Regions from separate parts of the Triticum aestivum genome. Here region 2 is linked to region 1. The links are chromatin contacts, called in public Hi-C maps. All regions are on one chromosome and are shown on one strand. Each heading gives the region's core, a stretch centred on a gene start, on an enhancer-like site or on the middle of the called end of the contact. The rest is flanking DNA. Distances are from core to core; before and after follow the strand shown.

Region 1 (3,127 bases), core at 287-2,786:
AGATGATGATGGATTGAAGGCGTCAAGCGGGGGGCGTGCTTGGATCCGCCGAATCTTCATGGGCGCCCGCCGTCGAGCATTCACCACACAATAGAAGCCGCGGCGGGGATTCTGGATCTGGGGATGGCGATGCGCCAAGCTCTAGAGAGTCTGGGACCTCGGATACTCCAGGGGAGGCGGCAACTGAACTGCACCGCGGTCCGGAGCCTGCGCCTACACGTGGAGAGGGAGGCATGCCCATGCTGGGCGGTGGGGAGGTGGCCGCCGCGGCATGCGTCGCGGGGAGGAGAGGGCTGACTACCTAGTTCAGCAGAAAAGGCGCTTCACTTTGCTGATGGGCAGAAAAGTCGCCCTTTGCTCTATAACCTTCTTGTCGGAGCCGCCGGCCTCGTCGTCATTGACAGCCGGGCAAAATGTCTACTCCTCGTCCTTGTCCTTCTCGTCCATGAAAAGCTGCTCACGCTCCACGTTCGCCTCGTGGATGAAGTGGCGGTTCGTCGTCACCTTCGCCTCAGACTGGATGAACTCGAGGATGGCCTACAGCTCCATCGCCTCCTTCGCTTGGGCGAGCTCAAACTCCACAACCGCTTCCCACATTGCTGAATTCGGTCTGCTCCAGCATTGAAGTCACCTCCTACTCATCCGACGTAGGCTCCTCCTCCTTCCACACCTCCGCCTCTTCCATCTCATCGTCTGGCGCCTCCTCCTATAGGAAATTTGAGGCAGGCAGGCCACAATGCGCGTGGTGCGGTGTGCCTCAACGACGCACATCTTCGCCTGGATCTCTATCCGACGCTCCGAAGTGAGCAGCTTGTAGTATGTTACCTTGGAGCGGACCGTCGCGGCTGGTGGAGGAAGAGGAAGAGGAAGAGGAGGGAGCAGCAGCGGCATGGACGGAAGCGAGAGGAGGAGAATGACAACGAGGTTAGGGTCGCCTCGCCGTCCGGCTTAAATAGCCGGGTTTCTCGGGCAGCGCACCAGGGCTGCTTCATGAATGCGTCCTCATTGAATTGGAGGAGACGCCCAAGAGACACGTGGCTTTCTGCATGGGTCCCGGTTGTCAATCTTACATGTCGGGCATGTTCGCGCCTCTTAATATCTGTCACATATGTAGATTGGATTTGAGGTGTGCCGGATAACCCGGACATAAAGAGTTGGTTTAAGGGGCTAGTTGGATGGCAATTTGGTGACCGGGTCGCAGATGTATAGATAGGATTTGAGGGATCCACTCGCATTTATGCTGGATTTATTTCAGGATTTCCGGCGATACGCGTTCAGTGTAAGGAGACGTCCCCGTCGACTACGAGGGGACTACGGTGACTTCGTAAAATCTCAAGATGATATGCCGGTTCAGTCTATCGGAGATGCTCATAGGAATAGGGTGTGCGTGTACGCGCGTATAAATGAGCGCTTGTGTCTGCACTGATCTGATGTTCAAAAAATTGTAGAGGTAATCTCGCATAAGTTTAGCATTTTCCTGATAACGACATGTGCCAAAGGCGGAGGTGAAGTTACCCGCGGCGACAGTCTCTGCCTAGCAAGTAGCCATCCGGCACTCCACATACACTCAATCATTTTGCTCCAGCCAAGCCCATTTCGACACACCACGAGACACGCACTAGAGTCTACACTCTACAGCATACATCGTCGGGTCGGCCATCGATGGAGGAACTCAAGCCGGAGTTCACAAAGGACGGCTCCGTCGACCTCCGCGGCCGGCCGGTCGTCGCCGCCCGGACCGGCCGCTGGAAGGCCTGCTCCTTCCTAGTCGGTGAGTGGTCAGTCAGTACCAGGCTCCGTCTCCCATAGATCGATTTGATCCGACTCTCCTTCTGATGAACCCGCGCGCGCGCATATGGACTGGCGCAGGGTACGAGGCGTTCGAGCGGATGGCGTTCTACGGCGTGGCGTCGAACCTGGTGGTGTACCTGACGACGCAGATGCGGCAGGAGACGGTGCCGTCGGTGCGCAGCGTCAACAACTGGACGGGCACAGTGTGGATGACGCCCATCGCCGGAGCCTACGTCGCCGACGCCTTCCTCGGCCGCTTCTGGACCTTCACCGTCTCCTCCCTCATCTACCTCTCGGTCAGTACCAGGCTAGCAAAAATCATCTCCTAGATTGATCTTCAGTTCGATAGATGAGTCCAATTTAATCCGCAATCCAGTATATTTCCCAAAACACAATGCATCCTTCAAATTGGGAGCTCATCCTCATACACGGTTTCACTCACAGCACATTATTATTAGTAGTAACTCGGATGACTCAAACAACGCACTGCAGTAGAAAACGTACAAGAAATTACCACGCTAGCAGCAGCTATTCGAGAACTGCACCATGTCTGAAACCGGACGGAGAGACTAATCAGTCAGTACTCGGTAGTGTTCAGTCAGAGCCCGATGCTGGTAGTAGAAGATTCTTACGGACAATCCTTGTCAGCTCGGGCCAACCCAACTAGGACTAGTGTTTTGTCATGACGGTTAGGATTGCGACCGGAGAAGAAAAACGCATTTGGATCTCGGAATCTTTCGGCTGGGAGGCGTGGGCAAAAGCCACTACTACTCTGCTTTCGTTGTTCTGTTTCTGCGCTACACGTACGGCGGCCCCACCGGCATCCATCACACAAGGCGTATGCCGATGGGTATACCCAAGCATGGCAAAAGGCTATCATGTCCATGCCAATCCAGAACCCAGATTTAGTACAGCTGGAAAACTCTTCACATGTGTCACCGTCCATGACAATAATAGTAGGAACTAGCCTACAAAAATATCTTACATTTTGAGATGGAGTATCTTAGCAGAAACGTCAATAATAACATTTTTGGGACAAGCGGTGAATTGTGTTGGCTCAAATGGAGCATTAAGTGGATACAAATACAATAAACACACGCCCTCACCCTACACAGTTATGATACACACGACTAACACCAACACACACAGACAAAAAACACGCCAGCAAATACCAAAGTCATGTAAGACCAAAGCCATGTGTAAATGAGAAAAAAAAACTCAAAGCGATCAGATTGGCGATTGACAAACTACACCAATGACCGTATCCACATAAACCATCTCATGACACTACATGGATGACGAGATTCTTCAACAACAACGCTTTCAGGATCTAGCC
Region 2 (3,127 bases), core at 266-2,765, 460 kb before region 1:
TACAGTATAAATGTATAATGCACGGTTGTCTTGCTAGGCTATAATCTGATTCCATTCCAGGCACAACATATTCCGCTGCATAACAAGTCGATTTATCAATTAGCAACTGAAGGCCCATTTCATCTGATGCATTGACATCCTACTTTTTTATTTTGCGACAAAGAATTAGAATTTGGGTGCATTTAATCTTCATGAAAACCAATGCATATAATAACTCACAGGCAGAGTTATCAAAGAAGAAGTCATTCATAGGGCACAGTGTATCAGCAAAAATGACACATAAATGGGAGCCGTAAGTGGCAACGCTTCACAATCCAATGGCAGCACGTAAGGTGTGGAACTATGCGTTGGTTGTTCAACAGCCTAGTTTTGATATCTATGTTTAATTGCTAGACATGTCCCATATTTCAGTTCATAATAATCAATAATGTATTCAGCTGGCATCTCTGTAGCAGGATATGCCTGTGTTTTTTCCAGCGGTGAATAGTGATGCACAATTAGTTTCTTTATTAAGCTGGGCTCTAGATGTTTGATTGACAAAAGAGGTACAATGACAAGATCATTAACATAACAAACGAGCAGCACAAAGGCAAATCATCAAAAAAATAAAGGGTTCACCTACTTCGGCCCTCGATACCCCATCCTGGCGAGTCTGGCATTGGGTGGCATCATGCAGCCATCGCGAGTTCACGAAAGCAGCTCCTCTGCAACCCACCACCTACTAATCCACACCAAAAGTAGAGAACCTATCAGCATAACAGAAGGCAAATACAATGCACAGTTCAAAAACACGCTGTCACCTAACCGGCAAATCCAATAGAATCGGAAAGTAACACTAAGCTGACCGGTTACTATTCCTGCTCGCCTTAATTCTCTTTACCCTTTTCAGTGTAACCACTATGCAGCTAAGTGACTTACTAAAATCGGTAAAAATAACTCAAAATCATCGGCAGGGTCGAGTTAATGCGCACGCCGACACATCGCAGCTACGAGCACGACTGCAAAGGATTCAGCCGCAGCGCTACACTAGTCGGTGGCATATACACAAACACTTGGCGGGCGGGCAGCTCCGCCGCGGCTACCTGGACGGGCCAGGGCCAGGGCCAGGGCCAGGGTCAGGGCCAGGGCCAGGGCCAGGGAACCGCGAAGCAGGGACCAAACAGGCCGTGCGAGGACCGGCGAGGACTAGGACGGGAGACTAATGCGCGGGGGAGGGGGACCTTGTTCCGAATCTGGGGCGGCGCGGGAGGGAGCCTCCCCAGGAGGGCGCCCGACGAGGAGAAGAGCCTCTGCGCCTGGGCGGCGCCTGGGCCGCCGGTGCCGCCGCCGACGAGCGTGGCGACGCGACGCGCCAGAGCCCACCGCCAGGACATGTCTCTCCCGAGATCGGGGAGAGGGGGCGAGCGGCGGAGTTGAACTTGGAGAAAAAGTCAGACGGGGAAGGGGGCGAGGGGCCGAGGAGGGAAAGAAGGCGGCGGCTAGGCTTTGCTTGCTCGTGTAGTTTGTTGGGGTGGGGGCACCGCGTCGGGGTTGCGTACGTGGACCGTGGGCGTGCTCGGCGTGCCACGTGAGGCTGTGGAATGCGGGGCCAGGAAATCGCCACGGGCGACTCCTCTCTCCCTTGCGTGCATCTCACTAGTTTTCAGCTTCAAAGTCTTGGTTCCCACATCCAAAGCTTTTTAAAAATAATCAGAACTGTTATAAAAATTCACCAAAGGTACAAAACATCTCAAACATAATAAAAATTACAATACAAAACATCACAAACATAATAAAAATTATAAACAAAATTTTGTGACCACCGAACGGCCACTACCGCCATCAGAACGAGCCGCCGACGCGCCGTTGTCGCCGCTCCGCTACCGAAGTCGGCTTGACCTTGCTGATGACAACCAGAAAGTCTTCGTGCACATACCCCTAAGGATCAGCGCTCGGGAGCCACAGTTGTGTGTCGTTGAACCCTTGCGTAAATCTTAAGCTCTGGGAAACAAATCTCGCCACATGACGAGAAACACTAACAGGACACGGCTAGAAACTACGTCGGAGCTCCAACGACTACGTCTAGATGGACAAATTCGAAGAGGACCAAAGCCCGGAAGACAATGAAGAAGCGCACCCAACCGCACAAGTGTTGCAACTGCGAGGACTAGAAAAAACTAACCTAAACTACTAATTGGAGCGAAGGCACCGGAATTCCCCTCCTGCCACTGACCACCATAGCGGCAGGCAGTGGGGAGGTGAATGTACGGGCTCGCTAGTGAAGTTGGGAGGGAGAGTGTGCCCTAGCCACCTAGGGTTACACGAGGAAAACAAGAGAAAGTCGCATCTAAAGTTTTTTCAAACCTGGGTCGTTAATAAATAAATTGTAATTTTTTTAGAAGTGCTTGTCATTAGCTAGATCGAATAAAAGTTGTTTGTATTAATTCCAAAATTCGCTCGAATAAACGTTTTGGTGATATTTAGAAACCCTAAATTGTCATCTATGGAATACTTTTCAAACTCAAAACTTGAGCTCACACCCTTTTGTTAAATTTTGGGTTGGAAATAAATTTCCATAAACTCCAACCAATATTTGAAAACCTAAATTTGAATTTGGAAATTGGTTTGAACCCTAAAGATTTATGGAATAAAATGATATTCCAAAGAATGGTGAGAAATTCAAATATTTAATTTGGGCATAAAAATATTTTTATCAAGTCGTAAATATTATTTTGAGCTTCTAACAATTATTCCCAAAAATTGAAGTGGATTAGATTTTTTGAACCAGTTTAAGAAAAGCAAAAGGAAAATTATCCAAATAAGGCATATATTTTATTTGGCATGAAATTAATCCCCATAAGTCTAAATAATAGGTTTGACATTCTGATAATTTTCCTAACTGAATTTAGATCAATTTTAGATTTTGAACCAATTTAAAATTCAAAAGGGAGTTGAAATCAGAAAAGAAACAGGAAAACGAAAAACAGGCAGCCACACACAACCCAACCACCGTAGCAGTACGCTGCTGTTTTATCTGAGCTGTCAAATCTTCATCTAACGGCCAGCGTAGCGCCCAAAGCCTCTCTCTCCAAGTCGCGTGGCCTGGCCGCGTGGCCTAGCATCAAAACAGGAATTTGGTCCAGGCCAG

Evidence for each region. A called contact is a pair of places that touch in the nucleus more often than the background predicts.
Region 2: a contact with region 1 is called in a Hi-C map of leaf, with 4 times the contacts expected there. The contact joins the promoter of LOC123156930 here to the promoter of LOC123160932 in region 1. A contact is called at or near these places in 2 of 5 Hi-C or Micro-C datasets (both in leaf).

The regions. Positions count from the first base shown.
Region 1 is chr7B:629,964,701-629,967,827 of IWGSC CS RefSeq v2.1, reverse strand. It overlaps LOC123160932 (protein NRT1/ PTR FAMILY 5.1), which reads left to right and starts at 1,536. Exons shown (of 3, transcript XM_044578785.1): 1 at 1,536-1,771; 2 at 1,870-2,087. The coding sequence starts at 1,663.
Region 2 is chr7B:630,425,705-630,428,831 of IWGSC CS RefSeq v2.1, reverse strand. It overlaps LOC123156930 (solanesyl-diphosphate synthase 1, mitochondrial), which reads right to left and starts at 1,515. Exons shown (of 12, transcript XM_044575125.1): 1 at 1,221-1,515; 2 at 623-718. The coding sequence starts at 1,373.